Linked DNA regions of Mus musculus: all the other regions are linked to region 1. Evidence: chromatin contacts called from public Hi-C, HiChIP or PLAC-seq, Micro-C and promoter capture Hi-C data. All regions are on one chromosome and are shown on one strand. The core of a region is the stretch at or near the end of the contact, and the rest is flanking DNA. Distances in the headings are between cores, read along the strand shown.

Region 1 (3,105 bases), core at 368-2,867:
GAGGTCAGACTTCTGGAATCCTTATCAGTTTATCTACAAACTGTTTGTTGGAGGAGACAAAATTGTATGGACAAAAGTACTAATATACCTCAAATCTGCTAAGTTATTACAGTAAGAAATAATTACAATTGTCCTAACAATACCTAGACATTCTCTCTAGCTACAGTTCTTAGAGGAGTTTTCTTTTATTATCTGATTTTGGAACCTCTTGAATGTTGAATGAAATGACCCATTTTCATATTTTCTCGATCAGGTGGACAATATCGAAAACTATGGCCATAATCATAATTAAAGACATATCCTAGTTTTCAAAAATATACTCTTAACAGTTGCTTATATTCCTTTCCCATCATTCCTACTTATGTTTATATTGTTGGGGTCATATTATTTAAATACTTAAGCATGTTTCTTCTGTTGTTGTTGTTAGGGAAGTCCAGGTTTTTGTAGAAACTTTAGCAGTTACGGAGAATAGACAAAAATCTGGACAAAATGTAAATTGTTTAAAGTTACTTTAGTTGCCAACTGTGAACATTTTGTTATATTTTATTGCAGTAATTATATTTTATATCTTAAGACGGAACTGGGATCAAAAGAAGGCAGAAGTGTTTGGGGGAACACTGGCTGGGAGACTATCAGGATGCCTGACCGTCAGTCCGGTGGGTCAGCACCGTCCTTCGTGGACAGAGGTAGAGAGAAAGAGAAGTTCCTTTTAAAGATTACTTGCTTCATATTCTAGGCGACCAGTCCTTGCCCCAACTTCAAGTTATCCTGCTGAGGTCCACCTTTGCCTACTCAAACTCCTGCCCTCATCTTCGGCAAGGACTGAAGGTGGTTGTCACTTTCAAGGCTCCAGAGGATTTCTAACTTGAACCATAGGCAGAGTAGCTCGCTGAGGGACACTCCAAGCATGTTCCTTATGGATGAGTGGCCACCAGCACAGTCCCAGTCTTCAGAGGCCGGCCCTTCCTGGTCCTCCGGCGTTTGCCATTACACGTCAAGCCTCCGGTTCTGAGATCCCCGGTTCTGCCTTCAGAGAGACATAGCTCTTGCGGTCCGAGTCCAAGTCCTGCCTCTTGGGAGATCCCGGCGGGTCTCTGTGGCAGCTGCCTCGGGTGGCCAAAGTAATCACTCACTTTCGATTTTTGAGACAGGAGAAATGTGTCCCATCTCGCTAGCCCTACGAAAAGTCTGGCGTGGACCGTACCATTGTGTAGCGTGCCGGAGGGGGGGAGGGCTCAGGTACAGCTCCCGGCTCCCCAGCGAGCAGCCGTGCCGCCCAAGAAACCGACGTTCAGTGACCTCACGTCACTATCACATTGTCCCTGGGAGCCGGCCTCCAAGGCAGAATCGACAATCGGCTAGAGCTGGGCGGCTGGATTTGCCGCTCACCCCCCGCGGCTCTCCCCCGACCCGCCTGCTGCCCACGTGCGTCCGCCCCGGCGAGCTCCTTCGGGCCCCCAGCCGGGTGACAGTGTTACGCATCTGGAAGCGCCACTCCCGGGGCGGGGCGGGGCGGGGCGAGCGTGTGCGGGGAGGGGAGGGGCGAGCGCGAGCGGAGCCGGGAGCAGCCGAGCGGAGTCGAGCCGAGCCGAGCCGAGCCGAGCTGAGAGGTGCTGGGGAGAGGCAGGCAGAGCCTGCCGGCGGCTCCGCACCCATCGTGCTGCGTTTCCCAGCTCGGTGTCCCCCTGCCTTTGCCCAGGCACCGGCAAAACTTTTATTGTTTCGGGGACCCCCCCTGGATGTGTGACGAAATCGCAACGCTCCGCTGTCTCGTCCCCCAAGCTCGCCTGCAGCGGCGATCGAGGGAACGTGCAACCCTCGCCGCCGGGCTCTTGCGCCCTGCGCTTCCTCACCTGCCGATCGCTCCCGGGAACCGCGAGGGGGGACCCCTAAAGGGACCGCGCGGGCATCGGCACCCCGAAATCCTCTTCACCGTTGCGGACCGGCTCGGCGCAACTTTAACTTGATTCCTGTCGCCCACCCGGGGCACCCGCGGCGGCCGCCGCCGCCGCCGTCGCTGCGGTCTCACAAAGAGCGCGGGGAGGGAAGGCGGCGCAGGCGGCAGGCACGGGCCTTCGGGCTGCCCAGACAAAAGGGAAACTGCCATCGTTCTGGACGACTGTTCCGAGCGGCCGTGGGTTCGTTCACCCTGTCGGCCCGGGCTGCCTCTCCGCCTTGGTCCCCGCGGGCAGTGCCCGCAGTACTCGGACCCCGCGAGTTGCGGGGCACGCGTCGCTGCTGCTGGTCCGGGCTCTAGGGATAATAAATGATAGAGGATACAATGACTTTGCTGTCTCTGCTGGGTCGCATCATGCGCTACTTCTTACTGAGACCCGAGACGCTTTTCCTGCTGTGCATCAGCTTGGCTCTCTGGAGTTACTTCTTCCACACGGACGAAGTGAAGACCATCGTTAAGTCTAGCCGGGACGCGGTGAAGATGGTGAAGGGCAAGGTGGCCGAGATTATGCAGAACGATCGTCTTGGAGGACTTGATGTGCTGGAGGCCGAGTTTTCCAAGACCTGGGAATTCAAGAGCCATAATGTGGCGGTGTACTCCATCCAGGGCCGGAGAGACCACATGGAAGATCGCTTCGAAGTTCTCACCGATCTAGCCAACAAGACGCACCCGTCCATCTTCGGAATCTTTGATGGGCACGGCGGCGAGGTAGGAGTTCTCTGGGTCTATGTGTGTGTAAATAACCGGGCGTCTCGTGCTTGGCGGGGTCGGATCGGGGTGAGAGGGGCGTGGTAATGACCTGGTGATGACAAGGTGAGTCAAGTTCCCAAGACCCTGCCAAGGAGATCTTGGGTATGAGAGCGTTCACTTTAGCTGAGAGACACGAGAGACACTGGATATTCCGTGCCATTTTAATATAAAGTTCCCAAGGTCAGAAGCCAGTTAATAACTGCTAGTTTTCTGGGAAGAATGAATAGTATATGCAGTGAACTTTGTCACCAGGCCTCAGTGTCCCGGTTCTAGAGTTTGAGGCAGTTAAGGAACGTCGTGTCTTTCGTGTACCCCTAAAAGAAGAAGCCTGCACCAGTTGGATAGACTGGGTGAAGGTGAAGGAAGCTCCGACTTCTATTCGCTTCGCGCTAGGGAAG
Region 2 (3,105 bases), core at 254-2,753, 440 kb after region 1:
ATTCTAAACAATGGGATCCATGTCTCTTACCCTTAACAACCATCAACTATAGACATCCTATTCAGTCATATTCCAGTATGTCCTGGTACAAGAAGGTCAGATCTGGCCTAACCCAATTTCTGAAGCTCTCTGTAGCTCCTTGACGGTCCATAAGATGGCAGTCCCAGCTAACCCTCGACCACAGCATTTTGACTTGAAGACACTCAAGCAAGACATGTCTGGGCATCTCACCCACAGAAGCTAAAATAGCAGGTGCTATTTTAATCGTTAAATCTATGGGGGTGGGTATTGTCTGTTGGCTGGCAAAACTTATATGTATGCTCAAGGTCTGCAGTTTTCTATCAGTATACAAGGGTTTCTCTTTTTTGACTTTGGCAAACACTTTTATAATATTATAGGGTTTTCCATTTTAATTTTTTGTCAGCTTGGAAGGTGACAAAAGTAGTGTTCATTTTAATTACATTTGTTAGATTACATATTGAATAACCTTTCATTATCTAGATACTTGAGATTCCATTTCTGAGTGTTGATTTGAAGATATTTCTTACATAAGTAGCTCTTGATGGTTTTGGACATTGATATATCCTGATGTTTTTGCCTTTTTTTGCTAAACAAGTTTCACTTTGACGTAGTTAACAGTCATACATTGTTTTTGTTAAGATTTACATCTTATTAGGTAGGACCACTGACGTCTGAAATTTAGATTTTCAAATAGTACAAAGGCCTTTGTATTATAGATTGTTGAGAATGTAGCTGAAGAGATGAGATGGCCCAGTGGTTAGGAGAATTGGCTGCTCTTCAGAGGTCCCCAAGGTTCTATTCCCAAAACCCACATAGTAGTTCACAACTCTTCAACAACCCTGCACTTCCAGTTCCAGGAGATCTGTTACCCTTTTCTGGGCATCAGGCATACGTGCGACACATAGATGTCTGTGCTAGCTAGACACCTGTATACAAAATAAAAAAATAAAAGGAGTTAAGAAGCCAGGTGCGGTGGTGCATGCTTTTAATCCCATTTTGGGGAGTCACAGCTACTTAAGCTGCTATAAGCAAACTGTTGAGGGCTGCTATGATGACTCAGTGGCACCAAGCTTCATGTCCTCAATTCAATCCCTGGCACCCACATGTTGAAAAATTAGCCCTGATTATGGAAATATGAAAAATAAAAATATTGTTGAATGACTTGAAGTCTGGTTGAGTATTGCTTGCATAATTTGAATTTTCATGTGTGCTATCATGCTGTCTTGTCTGAATGCCACTGCCTAGTGCTTTATAAGTAATTTGAACCATTCGCAGTGTGTATTTAAATGAAGTATATAGCCTTTGAGTAAGTGAATGGTATGAATTTTGGCCTTCTGAAACTAAGATAATGAAGTATGTTACCAAATAATAGAAATGTTTTCCTACCTTTAGTTTTTAAGTGAAGCCCGTTGGGCAATGGCCTTAAGGCTAGTTAGAATGTCCACCAGGTGGCAGTAATGACTGACTGATGATACTGAAAGGCACTTTACCAATCAGTCGTCAAGAAACACCGTGTGAGGCTTCCTCCTTGGGAAATCTCTCCGTGGTCCTGTGGCTAACAGCACTCACTGGATCCCTCTGTAGTCGCGTGAGTGAGTCCCACACTTGAGGTAGGGATCACGGTATTTTGAGTTTCACTAGGCTATGCTTTCAACAGTGGGACTTTTTAGATTTTTTCTTTCTTAGTGACTTTTGGGTTATAATTTAAAGTAGGTTTGGTCGAAAAAACTTTCAAGTTCAGATTATTCAACTTAGGCTTGTGTTTGTATTTATATAAACCCTACAGGTTTACAGAGAAATTGGAAATAAACATTTCATTGCTTGATTTCATATGTTGATGATAATATTGCTTAACTTATTTACTAGACTATTTACTGATTTATATAGGTCCTCTTTCTTCATGGGATAGGACCATAAAAACGGCTCTTGAAAAGATAAGTTCATTAGGAATTGATAAGTCCTAGGATCATGAAAACTGACTTCAGTCTCTTGGACTCCAGTTACTAAGTCAGAAAGCCACGGAGCATCCATGGCACCAACAGGAACCAGACTGTGACGACCCTAGAGAGACTGCCATTCACCCCTGCCCTCTGGGTGACCGTTAGGTTCTCCACTCATGAGAATAAATCTCCAGAGCCTTCTGGTCTGGTCGCTTACAGCTGGTACTCTACAGTTTAATTAATGGCTACACTTGCAAAAATTATACCTACATTTTCCAGTGTGTCCAGTGAAGCAGTAGTACTCCAAGAGGCTACTTTGGTTGGAGGGGATAGGAATTGGGGTTAAAAAACAAACAAAGAAACCAAAAACGTACTTTTGTCTTTATGTGTTTTTCAGGTCAAATCATATTAAAGGCACTCTGAAACCTCTGCCAAAGGCAGGCACTACTCTCTGAGGAACATTTATTTTACCACTATGGCACTTGTCACAGTGGCCTGGAAACCCCAGGTAGATGCTAGGTAGCATATGGTCCTGAAAGATGGCTCATAAAAGCAAGTGCTATCCTTCCCCCTTTGATTTTTAGCTCATCTTGAAAGTCTTGTGGCAGTATATAATTAAGATTGCTGCCTAAGTCTGTTCACATTTAAGTACAGAGTAAGTGAGATTTTCTATAGCTGAGTTCTTAGGAAGATAATGATTATGTAAATCAAGTAAAGGCTTCTATTTTGCTTGGAACTTTATCTAACTCATGTACACCATTGCTGGCACTGAGTGACTGATAGAGTTTAGCTGTGTAGCTTAGCTGACATTTGTAGCTGTCACCTTTATGATGATAATCAACACTGATGAAGCAATATGACTAGAACTGTTGTTGCCCCCCTTTTTTGTAAGTTATGCTGATGTAGAGTTTACTTGAATTTTATTCCAGGGTAGTAATTGAGGTGTTAAAGCCACTGACTGCAAGAGTGCTTTGGGTCTGATAACTCAGGGAGATAGTATATTTAAAAGTCTAGAGAATTCTCCCTAGCTAAATTTATAATAGAATATGCCTTTTGATGCCTGCTGCCATGTTTTGTTAAGATATTTTCTGGGTTTCTCTGTATAGCTCTGGTTGTCCTGGAACTCACTTTGTAGACTAGGCTG
Region 3 (3,105 bases), core at 208-2,707, 380 kb after region 1:
TGAACTATAAGAGAAGATAAGTGACAGGATATAGATGTGATAATTAGATAATATCCAAAGAAGCAAAGACAAGGAGGAGGAAGAGGAACAAAAAGATATATATATATATATATATATATATATATATATATATATAGAGAGAGAGAGAGAGAGAGAGAGAGAGAGAGAGAGAGAGAGAGAGAACATTGCGTGAGATCTCCATTACAGTTAGGAAACAGGAGCAAAGAGAGGTAAATGACAGAGACTAGAACCTAGCAAAGTGGCACATGCTAATAATGCTAGCACTTAGAAATGATCAGTAAGAAACAGGGAGCCAGGAAATTAAAAAGAGATAAGAGAAATGAAATGCTGGCCACAAGAGTCAGGAAAACTAGAAAACTTAGATGTTTGAATAAGTCAATAGTGTGTTGCTATGCTGAATTCCACACCCCTAAGCCCCTTACCCCATAAAAACCCCTAGCTTTCTAGCCTCGTAGCTGACATCCGTTATCTCCTGTGTGGGATGCATGTCGGCCCGGAGCTCCGTCATTAAACGACCTCATGTAATTACATCAAGATGGTCCTTCGTGATTTTTTTTGGGTTCAAGCTGAATCAGGAATTGAGTGGGGGTTTCCCCACTAGGTTCTATCACTCCTAAGTATGGTAGAGAAAAGGTTATTCTAGATAAAAGGGAGACATAGCCAGAGGCAGACATATCTGGGAAATTCCAATGTGGATATGACCAGGCTGAACTGGGCCATGTGAGGAGAAGGGGAGGGAAGGGAAAGGGGTGAGGGGTAAAGCAGGTGCAGGAGTCAAGAGGCCAAAAGCACACACACACACACACAAAGAGCGAATAACCAAAGTGTCTGGATTTTATAGGGAAGGGCACTCTTTTTTAAAAAACATTTATTTATTTATTATATGTAGGTACACTGTAGCTGTCTTCAGACACTCCAGAAGAGAACATCAGATTTTGTTACGGATGGTTGTGAGCCACCATGTGGTTGCTGGGATTTGAACTCAGGATCTTTGGAAGAGCAGTCATCGCTCTTAACCACTGAGCCATCTCATCAGCCCCCGGGAAGGGCATTCTTAAAGACAAAGGCCACAATTTACTCTTGAGAGATCGGGGTTCTGAAGGTGTGATAGAATTGCAAAAGGTCTTTCACATTTCTGCAATTTCTGATATTGTCTTACCAGCCTTAGTCTGCTCAAAGAGCTGACCTCAGACCAAAGACGAAGTCCTCAGCTGCTACAAAACATCTGTCCTTTTCCCTTTGAAAGGTCCTGGGAAACAGAGATGACCGTCACCCCTGCTCCAGCTTCTTAAATATAAGTGAATCCCACCAGGGGCTAGATAGGACCCATTCTTTTCTTGGTCTTCCTTAAAATATCAGTAAACATCTTGTGTCTTGGGCTGTGAGTCCAGTCATGCACACACATAATGATGTTTCAGTCAGCAGTAGACTGTGTGTCTAACAGTGATCTCACAATATTTAGTTACCTAATAATGCAGTAGCGGTCTTAATCAGATAAGTACAGCCTGCAACTTTTGCAGAGAAGAAAAGGAGAAATGTGATCATTTCCCCACCTACAACACACACACACACACACACACACACACAGAGAGAGAGAGAGAGAGAGAGACAGAGACAGAGACAGAGACAGAGACAGAGACAGAGACAGAGAAACAGAGAAACAGAGACAGACAAAAAGAGGGAGATAGAGAGAGAATTTAACCTTAGTGAATTGGCCCTGAAGAATACCTGCCTGGTGATTAACAGAAGCAAAGACAGGTTGTTTTATTTATGTGCCTGGAAATACACAGCCGACAGTTGGAGCAAAGATGGCATTTATTGCACTTTAGTGGGCAGGTCTGCACAGTTCTAGCGGCTTCTTGCAGCCTGATGCAAATGCACAGTTTCCCTTCTGATTTGGAAACTCCCCTAGAGAGAGGTTTACAGCTGCTGAATTTGTGCCTCCCCCAAAGAAATCAAGAAACGCCCTTCGAGGAAGTTGAGAGAAAGCTTGAGTAATGGGGCATTTGACTTTAGGGAAATAGCTACCTCCAGAAAGCTAAAGATCAGCTTAGACTTCTTTCTGCATCTCTGCAATTCAAAAGCTTTCAGTTTAAAGTAATCTAGTCCCTGGGGCTTAACGACTTGAGCCCATAGAACAAATGTACAATATGCAGCTTAGTGGGAGAAAAGGTACATTTATTTGCAATTGTACAATAGTCAAACTGTGGAGACTCAAAGATAGCCCAGGTGGTTAAAGCTTAAACATACAAGGAACAGAGCCATGAGGTTTGTAGGCAATTGTAGAGAGGGGGGGGGGCTGGTTTTTAAAGGAGGTAAGCAGAACTGAAAAATAGACAATGGTCCTAGACAAAGGTCACCTAGGTCGCAGACAGTGTGTTGCCAGCTCCGGTCTCCTTGTAAATTATTCTTGTGGGAGATACAACATTTAAGTAGCTGTGGAAACCTTGGGGGAAGCATACTCTTATGCTGGGGAAAGGAAAAGATGCAAGAGATGCGGGCAGGATAGGAGAAGATCAGATTAGACGCTGGTTGCAAGCCTTCACAGTGGCAAGAGCTGTACTGTTAGGCACCATTTTCTGAACCCCAACAGCTGTGGTTTCTCCTGCTCCCCTCCCTCACTCCTGTCCACCTTCAGTTCAGACCCAGCCCAGCCTAACTTCTAAGATTAGATGAGATGGGGCATGATCAGGGGGTATAACTGGACTCTTTATATTCATGTATGTGCACTCGCATATATATATATATATATATATATATATATATATATGTATACATATACATATATAAATGAATATTATATATATGTATATATATATATATATGTATACATATACATATATAAATGAATATTATATATATGTATATATATATATATATATATATATGAAGAATGCACACATAGTTTGTGAACTGTTTTCTATCCCTACCGTATTTAATAATTTTACCCTAATAATCTAGTTGGTAGTTACTAAAAACAGTGTTGAGTCGTATTTACTAAGAACAGGGTTGAGTCTTTCAGATAACCACTTCAGCAGACTTCCCATCAATCCTATTCCTTTTTTCTACTCTACCATCTATTTT
Region 4 (3,105 bases), core at 337-2,836, 350 kb after region 1:
CCCCTCTCCCAATTGGCAAATCACTTGTCCTTGCAGGAAGGTCAAAATTAGCAGTAGAAGTCGAAAGGGATAAATGTTGGGCTGGGTAGTTGGCCTATTGGGCAAGAGCACTTGCTGCACAAACATGAAGACTTGAGTTCAAATCCCTCATACCCTTATAAAAAAAATGGTCACAAGTACCTGTGATCACAGTGCTGAGAAGTAGAAACAGAGGAGCCACTGGGCTTTGCTGCCTCTAGCTTCAGGTTCAGTGAGAGGCAGAAAGTGAAAGCCAGACACCCAGTATTAACTGATTTCCACAGGGACTCCTGCATATACACACACGTGTACAGTAAGCACATGTGCATACATGTGCACATACATATACACTTGTACATTAAAAAAATTAAAAGTTTGTTCTCCAGGCATTATTATGTGGCTATTCTAAATAGAAACACCCTCTCAGAAGTAGGAGGGAGTCATTTAAGATAGGCAGCCGAGGAAGCAAGGCTTAGGTAGCTTAGGAAGTCCCAATACACACCAGGCAGGGAACTCTGGCATGCAAGGTTTCTTGAGCTATCATTGTGCTCATTGGTGATACATTTGTCTTTGCATCAGGTATAAACCTATAAATGACCCAAACATCTATAGGCTCACCAAGCTCGACTTGAGTGGAGTTGTGTCCATGGTCTGTCATAGGTGGCCTCATTCATATCTCCTCAGGAAAAGTCAGTCACACAACAGTAGTTTAAACATAATTTTGATCAGTTCTTAGCCATCCAGATTCTTTTCCTGATATAACATTTATAATGGATCTAGTTGAAGCATTGGCCCAAAGTGTCATGGGTTCTAAATGAGATGTGTTACACACCTCGGTTACTCAGAACACACGCTGGCCACATTTGGTATACTGAGAGTCCACGAGCAAGGGGAGAGTAGGCTGGCGAATGTGGGTGGTGTCGGAGCCCAGATCGCACTGCCCTGCATGACCCCACTGGTGCTTCAACTCGACGCCTCAGGAATCAGTGGGCTTGATCTGATCTGCTTCAATGTGCAGAACTGTTTGAGACTACATGAAAACCTTTCAGATAAGAAAGCTGAAAGCAAAGATTCAAAAAGACTGAAGAGTGCCAGGGCATTACTGCTTTGCTTATTGACTTTTTAAAGCCTCTGCAACTTCTCCCTATTGCTCTTCATAAGTGATGTCTCTCTGTATGCGTCTACATGCAATCTCCTTCTGGAAGGTAATATCGTTTCTTAATTTCCTCATTTTCCCCATCAGAGCTGAGTGATGTAGAGAAGAGCTAACACATTCTAGTTGTTGTTTTTTAATGCACTATGTGTGTGTGTGTGTTGTGTGTGTGCTGTCCAGCACTTGCAGAATTCAGAGGGTAGTTTTCAGGAGTCAGTTCTCTCCTTCCATGAAGTCTCAAGCTAGGTCCTCACAGGTGCCCTTACCCACTGAGCCATCCTGCCTTACCCACTGAGACATCTCGCCAGTCCTTAACATTTTCTATTTATTTGGGCCGAACGGTCTGGGTTCTGCATGTCAATGTACTGTGCACAACTGACTGAGCAAATGACCACGTGAGGGCCAGTGAGATGACTCAGAGGAGCAGAAGTGCTTATTCTGCAAACCTGACAGCCCGAGCTTGAGCCACCAAACCCCTCGTGAAAGGGAGAGAGAGGAAAGCTAAAGTAAAACTGAAAAGGGAAAGAATAGAAAACAGAGAAAAACGATCTTTCCCAGGAGCAATCAAACGGTCATCTAACTTTTTCTCGCTGTGGTAGACGGCAGTCTCTGCCCAGCGTGGCTTTATGTCACATTTGTGTGCTCTTCTCATCCAAAAAGGTAATCGTTGTAAGAAACAATGTACTCTTAAGTTTTGCCTCTGGTAATTGCCTCTATAGTGTATGGAAACTCAACTTCATATTTAAGATATTTCTTGTTTCAGCCCTGATGAGTTTGTAATTTATTCTAGTCCAGAAGAAGTTTCAAAATGGACTCTCTCCATTGTGGCCAATTTTACCCATGAGTCAACTCTCATCTGGTTGTAGCAGGAGCTCTGCCCTGACCTATATAAAATCCACACAGACAGAAATCTGTTGGGGCTTGGTCTGGTGCTGCTATGTATTCAAATGCTAAATAGTGGGCCCCCAAGATCTGGTTGCCTCCAGATGAGCAAATTCTCACATATACCAGTCTTTGCTTTGTAAACCTTGCTCCCCAGTCTAGTTGGCTGTGATTGGGCAGTAGAGAGAGAAAGGAGGGACTTGAGGATTGAGTGAGAGGTCTTGGGAGAGACCAGGAGAATAAGGAGAAAGGAAGTGGAGAGAGGAGACAGGCCAAGAGCACAGTGGACCCTGAGGACAGGCTGATGGAAGAGGAATAACCCGGGCGAGACTCAAACAGCGAGTAACAAGGGTCATATGGCTGGGGTGGAAGTTACAGGAGCTCACACCCTGTCCAATCTAGCCTTACAGCTTGCAAATAAAATACCAGGATTTTGTGTCTTTTATGCGGGCTAGCTGGAATCTATAATTCATTTTACAGAATTCCATGCATCTTAATCAAGTCTCCTGTGACTACTGCGGTCCACAGGTTTTGGCTGGTAAATATTTTATATGTAGCTTTCTAGTAATACCGTTCATTTCATCAATCAATAGCAAGTTGACCCCAAGATTACTGAAAATTTGGAAAAAAGATATAGAATATTGAATTATTCATTTTTAATAGCCAAGGCAATACATGTTTATTGCTCTGGAGAAATGACTCTTGATTTTTTTATTAGAATACATATCAGAGATTTCAGAATAGTACAAAAAGGACTGTCTTCTTGCAGATGTGTTGAGCTCAGTGGGGACAACTTGTCAGTTATTATACATACAGGGAGCACGATGTCCTATATCCAGGGGGCTTAGCCCCAGCATGGCTCAAGGAAATTCTCAAGATGTCATTTTTTAATAGTTCAATTTCATAAGCATTAATGAGCAAAGCACAAAGCAAAGCGTATTCCTAGTGATCTCTTAGATGTAGGAGATGACAACTCGATCTCTGTTTACTTAAGTGACAGACACTGGTACACAGAAGTCTCACAGAGCATCTGGCCGGAAGATGGTCAGGGC
Region 5 (3,105 bases), core at 348-2,847, 310 kb after region 1:
AAGAAACCAGGTGTAGCCTGCTTGGCCCATTTTTGTTGCCCTTACATGGAGTGTTTAGGGCTAACTGCCTGGGGTTGGTAAATTGCTGGAGGCTCATTGTGGGCACGTCTGAGAATTAAAAATTCCAAGGAACTGGGTCAGAGGCAGATCCTACACTTTTCATGGGTGTTTCTCATGAAATTCTATTACATCCTCATAGTATTTAGCAGAGAATACTCTGGTGCGTCTGGTAGTAGAAGAGAAAAGAGAACCAATTTGAAATACTCAGGAGCATAAGGTGTTTCTAAAACAGGTCTGCTCTTAGGACTAGCTCATTGAAAACCTAACCTGCAGGGACTGTACAGGAAACTAATAGATGTTGGGAAGGGAAACACCAAACTTCTAGGTTCCCATACAGAGGTGGAAAGGGGAGACATTAGCCTTAGCTACTTTAGTTTTGCACACATTAAGGAAAAGGAGGGGATCGTGGTGAATTCTGCACGTTATGCAGGGATAAGTGGTTAAGAGTGCTTGAGCTCTTACAGAGGACCCAAGTTTAGTTCTCAGCAACCACACTGGGATGACTCACAACCTCCTGTAACTCCAGTTCCAGGGTCGTCCTCTGGCCTCACTCATGCGTATTTATCCCCACAAAGACACACACACACACACACACACACACACACACACACACACACACACGCAGGCATAGTTAACACCCCTGTGGTGATGCTATTGTTGGAGATAATTAGATCACAAGGGCATTTTTCTCAACCTACTTTAATAAGGGTTCAACTTCTCCTCTAGTCCACCCCTCCCAAACCTAGAGGTAGTGGAAAAGTCATTAAGACCTGGGGGAAGTGAACCTGTTTGGAAATAGTTCTTTGGGGGTGAGTCCGATCTTGATGGTTCTCAGTCCAGTCCACGAGCAAACAACAAATATGAATCACCAGCTGCAGACCAGTCCACCGGGCAGACACTACACAGGAGTCAGCTGCTGCGTCCCAGTCCATTAAGCAGATACTACACATGAACCAGTGTAAGACCCTGGCGAGCCTTAACTTACTGCCCCCCCCCCCCCCCCAGTGAACAACTCGGAGCTGGGGATTGATGTAATAGCAAGAGAAGTTTTATTGTTCCAGCATGCTGGGGTCGTACTGCACACGAAGAAGAAAGAAAACGACCCGGTGCATTCTGTTTGGCGAGTTTTTATACAGTTTTCAGAGCAGCAGACATTAGGCCCAAAGTGATTGGCAGAACAGTGTGGCTTTTAAACTGATTGGTCCTTAGGAATGGCAAGGATTTCCCTTGTCTGTAGGTGGTCAAGGTTGTGGAATGTGTCTAAGTGCTCTGGGCTTCCCCCACCCTCAGGTGGCTGTTGGTTGCCACCCCACCCCCCCATCCCCCACCTGCTTCCCTCTCCCCCCTCCGTGGTCTGAGGAATGTAATTAGCCTCTCCCTTCTGGAGGGAAGGGGTACCTATGCGCTCTAAGACCTTTCTCTTCCAGGAGTGGAGGGGTCTGGTGGAATTTTCCAAAGTTCCTGAGCTGACCTCTTCCCCAGGAAGGGCAGTTCAATCCAGAAGAAGCCCCAAAGCTTGCCAGCTGGCCCAAAGGCCAGGAAGCCACAGTAACCTTACGAGAAGTTCTCCGGCGAGTTTTTCTCTGTGGTGTCAGCTCTGCAACATGTCTTACAAGGTGGAACAAAGCAAACGAATGTGCAGGCTCCCAGTGTCTGTGGGCTCATATTTATCCCATGTCCTTCATCCCACGTCCTTTCATGTGTCTGCTATAGCAGAATATCTTTTCACCTGTGTTCCCCAGCAAACCATCATTTGACAGAACTAACTTTCCAAGGGAAGGTTCTGACCTAATAAAGGGATTAATCCCTTGCTGGATCCATCATATAAAGGCATTCATAACCGGGAGGTGGGGAAAGGTAAGGGGGTTAGAAGTAGGTCAGTGGGGATGCCCATGAAGGCTATCTCTGGCTCCTTCTTTAGGCCTTCTTTTCTGTTTTGTTTCCACAACGATGTAAGCACTGTTCCCTATCACATGCGCCTATAGCCGTGATGTTCTGCCCAAGTGCATGTGGCTAAGTGACCACAGAATGAACTGAAATAATGAAGCAAAATAAAACTTCAGGTTGTTTTTTCTTCTTTTTTTTTTAAAGATTTATTTATTATTATACATAAGTACACTCTAGCTGTCTTCAGACATACCAGAAGAAGGTGTCAGATCTCATTACAGGTGGTTATGAGCCACCATGTGGTTGCTGGGATTTGAACTCAGGACCTCTGGAAGAACAGTCAGTGCTCTTAGCTGCTGAGCCATCTCACCAGCCCTCAAGTTGTTTCTTTCAGGTATTCCGTAACAGGGACAAGAAAGGGAACTAATGTACAACGTTTCCAACTCTGGCTTCTTTTAGAGAACCTACTCCATCTCTTACTGTTCTGATAAAAGTTTGGAGATCCAAGGAGTGGCTGTAAGGTTGGTGACAATAGAAAGCAAGCACACACTGGTGGAGGAAGCAAGCTCCAACCACTTTATATGCATACATAAATACATACACACACACACACATATAGACACACACACAAATACACGCACACACATACACACACACACACACACACACACACACACATTTGATGAGTGGAGCAAACACCAACAAGCAGGTTCCAACCCTTTTATTTTTTTCTCCCACCACTTAAATATCCCAGCAAAACCTTTCAAGCAGTATAGAAGACACAATGTGACTACATTCTATTTTTCTTTTAGTGAATGATTATAAAAACAAACAAACAAACAAAACCCTAGGGTTTCCAATACATTTACACACACACACACACACACACACACACACAAAACATTTTACATATCACAGGTGAAGAAGTCAAATTATTCCCACGAATCCATATACATTTGTAACTAAGCAACCTGTTACAGAGTAACAAAGTATGGGTCATTTTCTCAGCCAGCCTCTTTTACTGGCAGGCTGCAATGTGTGTTTACAAAGAAAGAATCAATTATTTTATTATTTATCTTCAAAAGTAAAAGATTACTTTTATTTTAAAAGATTTACTCATTATACTTAAGTACACTGTCGCTGTCTTCAGACACACCA
Region 6 (3,105 bases), core at 188-2,687, 280 kb after region 1:
ATGAAGAGAGAACACATAAATTTTGCTTTAGAAAATATTTTTTAAGTACTATATCATAATGCTACCACAGCTAAAATCAATGGTCTCTCCCTGACAAACTGCATCAGCATCAGCTGGCTCTTCCTTTCTGGATAGGCCTGGATGCTTTCTTCTTCTCTCTTCTCGTCCCATTCGACAACCAAGAACAATTTCGATAATGTAATAGTTTTTAATGCTGCAGCTCCCTGGTGGCCATTCATTTCAATCAAATCTTCCAACGTGAAAGAGAGAAAATGCCACACTTTTCTCTCAGTAAAAGGAAGGCCCCTTCCTAGAGTTATGAGGTGTCAACACTTCAGAGAGCTCAAACTCCCTGCGTCTGCCTTAGACACCCAAAGGTAAAACACAGATTTCATCTGGGTGAAGACTGCAAATCGTCCTACCTCCCTCCAAAAACAAACCGTTGGGCAATTCCTTACTTGGCAGTAGCGTTTCCTAACAAAGCAAGCTGCTTCTCCTAAAGGCTGGGAACGGGGTTTGTGGGAGGGGGGTCTACTTAAGTCAAAAATCAATGCCTGCCTTTTAGTCCTGCACCTTTTAGTCCTGCAGTCACAAACACAGCTAGCTCTCCGTGCTGCAGCTGGCCGCATCCTTTACAGCCTGAAAAAGTAAGGCTCCCTCCATCTAAGAGTTCCTTTACAATGCTTTGTACATTCCACTCAGACCTTTTATTAATAATGTAGCCTTAATCTTTAGGAGTCTCCTCTTTCCAAATCTCCCATTCCCTTCCTCCTCGCCACCTCTCCCCCAGGAAGCACTCTCCTACCCTAGGGACCACAGGCCCTTTCCCGCCTAGAATGTGCGTTCCTCCCTCCGGGCCTGCAGCAGGTCCATCGGCGTGGCGTGCGGACAGTATTCTCCACTTCTCCTTGGTCGCGGTGACAACCAGGCCACCACTACCTCGGCCCCCGAGGCTTACATAGCTCAAGGCAGGGCAGGATGGATCCGTGAGGCCGCGGTGGCCCGGCTCGCCAAGAGCACTGGACGCCCCTCCAAGTGGCCCAGATTCTCGAGTCTCTCGTCCGGAGCCTCGAGACCCAGCCCCGAGACCAGGCGCGGAGGCCAGAGCCCAGGGCGTGGCAGCTCGCGGCGCCCCGCTCCACGGAGGAGCGAGCGGCGCCCGGGGCCTCGAAGCCCCGACCCACGAACCTAGAAGGCTGCGCCGCGAGAGAGAGGGGCGCTCGGCAGCCGCCCAACCGTCTCCCCGCCTCGGCCTCCCGCCCGCCCGCCCCGCACTCACCTCCCGTGCGCCCGTGGTACCCGCAACGGTGCGGCCCGCGCTCGCTCTCTGCGCGCGAACACGGACTCCCCGCAGCCGCACGCACGCCGAGCGGGCGGGCGCGCGCCTCCTTCACGCACGCGCGCGCGCGCGGGGTCCCTGCGTCCGCAGCCCAGCGCCGTTATCGCTGTTATCGCCGCAGCTGCCGGCCTCTGCCGCGGGCGGGCGCCAGCATCACGGCCACCGCAGGCTTCGCCTAAGTCCTCCACCTCCAACCCCGGCTCTCTGCCTCGTGCCATCTTTTGACAGAAAGCAAGAAATTTTATTTTTGAATGGAACCACCTTCACCCTAGGTCCTGGGAGAAACAGAGTCAGTACAGAAACACCCAGCCTTCATGACCAAAGGCTTCTCCCTTCTCCCTTCTCGGGGAGATGCCTAAATGTGTAGCCCGCAGATTTCCGCCCCAGGGCTGACTTGGAAAGGAGGAAGCCTTGGCACATTCAGAAGGCTGTTTCTCCTTTCAGGAGTGCGGGAGTGGGGGTGGGGAGAGGAAAGCTTTGGTGTATGTGGACCAGAGGCTCAGAGAGTCCTGGCACCCCACCCCACCTCCACCCCCACACCCTCAACTGCCTCTAGAAACCGTCTAGTGCTATGAACCCTTGGTCAGCTCCACTTAGTCATCTCCACCCAAATGGTGCCTCTCTGGGAGAAGGGAGAAGCCTTTGGTCATGAAAGCTGGGTGTTTCTGTACTGACTGTTTCTCCCAGGACTTAGGGTGGAGGTGGTTCCATTCAAAAATTGCTTTCTGTCAAAAGGCCCCTGGAAACAAAGTGTCATCTGAAAACAAAGACCCATTCTGGTGTCTTGGCTTTAGGACTGTGAACAGGTTGGCCTCACTCCACCTAAAAGGAAACAGTTTTTCAGTGAGCACCTAAATACAAGCAACCAAAATTTAACAACAATTCACAAGAATCGCTTTCCCATCCTTCCCTAGACGCTCTAGGTTGCGTTTCTTAAACTAGTGACTTCAACATAGCCGGGATCAGCCTTATCGATTTGGAGAAACTAGAATTCTACAATATCACCTAGTATGTACGCCATGTTCTTGTCGGAAAGCCACACCGACTTCCTAGAAAGATGATCTTATCAAGATTGGACTATTGCCTCTATGCGTCCGTGTAGAATATATAGATGTAGCACAACCTGTTTTCTTTCGTAGCAGGACTTTTAGAAGTTGCTCAGTTCTGTTTGACTGCTGTTTTGCTCTCCCAGCTCAGTAATTTAAGTTCTTGAACCAGAAGCGGGATGTAATGGTAAGACTCCTTTACACACTGCATGGAGCTCTGCGTGTTATTTCCATGGGGGGAGAATATGGACTCTCAAACACAATCTCACTTGACCCAAAGCTAAAACCATGGAAGTAGGGAGAGGTATTCTCCAAACTGTTCCATGATAAACAAACACGGAGAATGTTTCTCTTCAGTGGTTAATAGGCAATATGTCGAAGATTTTGAAAATTCTTTGGAGGAGTGTATTTTCAATTCCTTAGAGAACTGAGAGTACTTAAAACTGATGTGTAGATAAGACAATAAATAACACTCCCAAGAAAGTCAGATGGCATGCCCTTTAGATAAGCTCATATGACCAGCCTTTAACATGAAAGCCAGCTGTCTAGAGTGTCATTTAACTATACAAGACAATGTCAGAGACATGGGAGCCACATCGGTGAACAAGACAAACAAAGCCCTTGAAAATTCAATCACACACAGGGTAATTTCTCTTGGTCAGACTTTCTGTAGAGGTGTCACGGTAGAGGGATATCATAGGAGCGTCTCAATAAGCAAAA
Region 7 (3,105 bases), core at 445-2,944, 270 kb before region 1:
ATGTGAAGACTAATGTGAAAACAGTGTGTCTACCAATATACATAAAACACAGTATTCAAAAAATAGTTTTTCAAAGTGAAAATATATTTGATGGAAAACATTCAGCAACATATTTGCAATGTCAGTATATATATATTACCCAAAGTCAAAATTTTACTTTTTACCAGGTTAAAATACAGGACCTTGGCTCACTAAAAATGTAGATCAATGTGTAATACTGGGCAAAAAGGAATAAAGGTAGCTTGAATAATAAATGCAGCGTGCAAACGTGTAAGGCAATACCATTTTGTGTGCATGACTTAAGACGTCCACACATGCTTATAAAATGTCTGTTAGATAAAAGTGAAAATCTTTTAGCCAGGCAGTGATGGCTTTGGCTCCAGCACTTGGGAGGCAGAGGAATCTCTGAGTTAAAGACCATCCTGGTCAACAGAGCAATTATCCAGGACAGCCAGGGCTACACAGAGAAACCATGGTTTTTTGTTTTTTGGTTTTTTTTTTTTTTTTGGGGGGGGGGGGAGAATCAAACAAAAAACTGAATACCTTTTAGATTAGGTCATTTCTCACTTTATGCTTCCTCCATAAGATGGTTAAAATTTTATACACTTCCAATATACATCTTTTTTTCAAGAGATTTTTCAATCTTTCATCATAGCCCAGGAATCACACACTCTAATATCCTGATGTTTCTTCGTATCCAGTTAACTTCCCAGAGCTTACCTGGTCTGTCAATCTCCTGATCTGGACACTGGGTGTACTTTATCTTCTCCAACTTTTCCAGGATCCTTTGTTATTCTAAAAGTAAAACAATTTAATGTTTCAGATTTTGCCTGCAGTAAATATTTCATCTTTAAAGTCCCAACCATTTCCACACAAAGGACTTTTTACAACATAACGAATCTCTGACTCTGGACAAGATTAACCAATGATGGGAACTAAACACTCATAGTTTGGTTTGGTGGGTTTTTTGAGACTAATTTTGTAGTCCTCACTGACGACCTGGAACGCACAGGAGAGCTTGCTGCCTCTGTCTGCCCCCATGCTGGGGTTACAGGCGTGCACGTTCATGCCCCGCTTCAAAGTTTTATTTAAACTCAGCAAGACGACTAGAAATATCCTCGCGCGTAGATATCCCCAGCTCGAAACTACGTTAAATTATTCCCATCAACACATTGGGTGGTCTCCGAAACGCTGCAGGCCTCAGTTTTACCTATGAAGGTTCACATCTGTACAATGGGCATAAGTCCTACGTGAACTCCAAACAAAGAAGTGGCTCAAAGATGGCAGTCACACCCTCTTGTCCAGGATGCCCAGGGCTCACTCGCCCCGCGCGGTGCTGCGGGATCTGCTAGGCTCACCTACCGGCCCTTACGACCTCAATCCCGCCGGTAGCTCGGAGCGCCGCTGCTCCACCCGCGAGCGCGCGAAGCGAGGAGAGGCGAGCGCACGCCCTCCGGAGCCCAGCCCGCCTCCCCATCCTCAAGTCGGCGGCGAACGCACCGGGGCCGCGGGCGCTCGAGAAAGAGGGGCAGCGAGCCGCCTCCCCGGCGGAGCCGCGTACTCACCGCGAGGCGGGCGAGGCGGGCGAGGCGGGCGAGGCGGGCGAGGCGGGCGAGGCGGGCGACGGCGCGCACGGCGAGGGCTCCCGGGCAGCCTGGTGCGGACACTGCGAGGCGCTCGCCCGAGTCTTCAGGTGCCCGGCGGGGGCGGGGCCGGCGGCGCCGCAGCGACTTTCAACCGCGCCGCCTCCGCCAATGAGAGAGCGCGGGCGGCCTTTGAACACCAACGGCCGAGGGCCAGGCGCCTGCGCACTAGCGCGCGGCGCGGAAAGCGCACGGGCGGCAGGGGTCGCGCCTTGGGGGGGAAGGGCTGGCGCCAGGACCTCGCGAGGGCGGGGATGCGCGGGTGACCCGGCGGCTTCTGGAGGCGGCTGGCTGAGGGACTGCTTATTACTTAGGACCACGCCCGCACGGGATGGTTCTGGAGCTGGCGGCGCGCAGGCTTCTTCCATTGTTACCTCACAGGTTCCTTGTTCAGTCACCGGCTGGAGGGCTCGGCGCGCTCGCCCGCCCCCGTGAGGCTCCGGTCCTCCAACTTAGGCGCGCCTAAGCCTTCATCTGTGTCCTCCCTGTCCTCTCTAACACGCTGGGTCAGAAAACACAGTAGTGGCTTTTCACTTTCTCGGAGAAACGCCATTCCAGAGCTCAGACCGCTCTCCGCTCCCGGCCGGTGTGAGCTACAGAGCAGATTCCAAGTCAGCCTAAGACTCACAGCAAGACTTGACCTCGGAGACAAGATGGAAAGAGGGGGCGTAGAGGAAGGAAAATGGATTGTGCCTTCAAGGAGTGTGCTTTACAGGTCCATAGAGTGCCCGACCCTGCCAGAAAGTTCTGTAACCAAACATGGGGAAGGGGCAGAGAAGAGGAGCCTTAGCACTAAGGCAGCTCCACGCTGACCGGCAGCGCTACTCAGGATTTATGAACTGTTATTCATGCGCTCTATAGATGATAGTGTTGGTCTGGAAAAGAAAGACTAGAAATTACAATTCAAATACAGGCACCAAAGCGTAAAAGTCGTAAACCTAAAAACCTCATGTGTTGGGGCGTCAGCCTTCGAAAACTTTGGGCTGAAAAAAAAAAATCAGCTGCTTTGGGTGTCTTCCATTACGATATACACACTCCCAATACTCCCTTTGTGATAGAGTATTGAGAAACGGGATAAAGGATGGGAAATACGTGGTTTTGTTACAGGTATAATATCGGAAAGATGATGAACAGAAATGTGACTTCTGAGCTGGGGGTGTAGCTCAGTTCCAGTGCTCGCCTGGCGTGTTCAGTTCCCACCATGGAAAAGCCAAACCGCTGAGCGCACATTAACATCTTCTTGGCGCTCCTCAGACTCCTTGCTTGAAAACTTTTTGTCTTGAGCTTTGAAACAGAAAGTCAGCGCTGGCTGTTCTTCCAGAAGACCCACACAGCAGCTCACAACTGTTGCACGGGAATCTGATGCTCTCTTCTAGCCTCCCAGATCACTAAGCAAGGATGTGATGTACGCATGCATGCACGTTACAAACCACACATTAAAGAAATAGATAAACGGGGTTTT

What was found. Promoter capture Hi-C pulls out the DNA fragments that hold promoters and counts their contacts. Hi-C and Micro-C count contacts between places; a contact is called where the count stands out from the background. HiChIP or PLAC-seq counts read pairs in DNA pulled down with a chosen protein or histone mark.
Region 2: a promoter capture Hi-C map of embryonic stem cells shows a contact between it and region 1, with 2.3 times the contacts expected there. The contact joins the enhancer-like site here to the promoter of Ppm1l in region 1. A contact is called at or near these places in 4 of 39 promoter capture datasets (the C10 cell line, cranial neural crest, embryonic stem cells and 1 more), 5 of 115 datasets of contacts at active chromatin or transcription factors (embryonic hindbrain, embryonic limb bud, embryonic stem cells and 1 more) and 1 of 9 other capture datasets (adipose tissue).
Region 3: a contact with region 1 is called in an H3K27ac HiChIP or PLAC-seq map of thymic regulatory T cells, with 9 times the contacts expected there. The contact joins the enhancer-like site here to the promoter of Ppm1l in region 1. A contact is called at or near these places in 21 of 39 promoter capture datasets (the 3T3-L1 cell line, 3T3-L1-derived adipocytes, the C10 cell line and 12 more), 1 of 15 datasets of contacts at CTCF or cohesin (the NIH/3T3 cell line), 11 of 484 Hi-C or Micro-C datasets (LSK cells, bone marrow-derived macrophages, cerebellar granule neurons and 8 more), 17 of 115 datasets of contacts at active chromatin or transcription factors (the NIH/3T3 cell line, acute myeloid leukemia, bone marrow-derived dendritic cells and 11 more) and 1 of 9 other capture datasets (pancreatic islet).
Region 4: a contact with region 1 is called in an H3K4me3 HiChIP or PLAC-seq map of bone marrow-derived macrophages, with 2.4 times the contacts expected there. The contact joins the enhancer-like site here to the promoter of Ppm1l in region 1. A contact is called at or near these places in 3 of 39 promoter capture datasets (3T3-L1-derived adipocytes, cranial neural crest and frontonasal cranial neural crest) and 8 of 115 datasets of contacts at active chromatin or transcription factors (bone marrow-derived macrophages, embryonic stem cells, neural tube and 2 more).
Region 5: a contact with region 1 is called in a Hi-C map of embryonic stem cells, with 2.7 times the contacts expected there. The contact joins the enhancer-like site here to the promoter of Ppm1l in region 1. A contact is called at or near these places in 1 of 39 promoter capture datasets (cranial neural crest) and 1 of 484 Hi-C or Micro-C datasets (embryonic stem cells).
Region 6: a Micro-C map of embryonic stem cells shows a contact between it and region 1, with 3 times the contacts expected there. The contact joins the promoter of B3galnt1 here to the promoter of Ppm1l in region 1. A contact is called at or near these places in 14 of 39 promoter capture datasets (the 3T3-L1 cell line, 3T3-L1-derived adipocytes, the HPC-7 cell line and 8 more), 1 of 15 datasets of contacts at CTCF or cohesin (the NIH/3T3 cell line), 11 of 484 Hi-C or Micro-C datasets (the N1E-115 cell line, cerebellar granule neurons, cerebellum and 5 more), 6 of 115 datasets of contacts at active chromatin or transcription factors (the NIH/3T3 cell line, cardiomyocytes, embryonic forebrain and 3 more) and 1 of 9 other capture datasets (adipose tissue).
Region 7: a Micro-C map of embryonic stem cells shows a contact between it and region 1, with 9 times the contacts expected there. The contact joins the promoter of Trim59 here to the promoter of Ppm1l in region 1. A contact is called at or near these places in 4 of 39 promoter capture datasets (fetal liver, liver, neutrophils and 1 more), 5 of 484 Hi-C or Micro-C datasets (embryonic stem cells and fetal liver) and 1 of 115 datasets of contacts at active chromatin or transcription factors (embryonic stem cells).

The regions. Positions count from the first base shown.
Region 1 is chr3:69,315,301-69,318,405 of GRCm38.p6, forward strand. It overlaps Ppm1l (protein phosphatase 1 (formerly 2C)-like), which reads left to right and starts at 1,618. Exons shown (of 4, transcript NM_178726.3): 1 at 1,618-2,665. The coding sequence starts at 2,267.
Region 2 is chr3:69,755,193-69,758,297 of GRCm38.p6, forward strand. No RefSeq gene overlaps it. Among named protein-coding and RNA genes, the nearest start is that of Nmd3, 35 kb to the left of the region's middle. Within about 2 kb of position 1,504, at least 28 of the 459 cell types and tissues checked have an H3K27ac peak or open chromatin away from gene starts, as enhancers often do. A contact at or near this core is called in embryonic stem cells, where this site is marked.
Region 3 is chr3:69,698,029-69,701,133 of GRCm38.p6, forward strand. No RefSeq gene overlaps it. Among named protein-coding and RNA genes, the nearest start is that of Nmd3, 22 kb to the right of the region's middle. Within about 2 kb of position 1,458, at least 45 of the 459 cell types and tissues checked have an H3K27ac peak or open chromatin away from gene starts, as enhancers often do. A contact at or near this core is called in bone marrow-derived dendritic cells, bone marrow-derived macrophages, group 2 innate lymphoid cells and 2 more, where this site is marked.
Region 4 is chr3:69,668,160-69,671,264 of GRCm38.p6, forward strand. No RefSeq gene overlaps it. Among named protein-coding and RNA genes, the nearest start is that of Nmd3, 52 kb to the right of the region's middle. Within about 2 kb of position 1,587, at least 14 of the 459 cell types and tissues checked have an H3K27ac peak or open chromatin away from gene starts, as enhancers often do. A contact at or near this core is called in bone marrow-derived macrophages, where this site is marked.
Region 5 is chr3:69,625,849-69,628,953 of GRCm38.p6, forward strand. No RefSeq gene overlaps it. Among named protein-coding and RNA genes, the nearest start is that of B3galnt1, 28 kb to the left of the region's middle. Within about 2 kb of position 1,598, at least 15 of the 459 cell types and tissues checked have an H3K27ac peak or open chromatin away from gene starts, as enhancers often do. A contact at or near this core is called in embryonic stem cells, where this site is marked.
Region 6 is chr3:69,597,523-69,600,627 of GRCm38.p6, forward strand. B3galnt1 (UDP-GalNAc:betaGlcNAc beta 1,3-galactosaminyltransferase, polypeptide 1) reads right to left here and starts at 1,438. Exons shown (of 3, transcript NM_020026.4): 1 at 1,280-1,438.
Region 7 is chr3:69,043,048-69,046,152 of GRCm38.p6, forward strand. It overlaps Trim59 (tripartite motif-containing 59), which reads right to left and starts at 1,695. Exons shown (of 3, transcript NM_025863.3): 1 at 1,566-1,695; 2 at 721-795.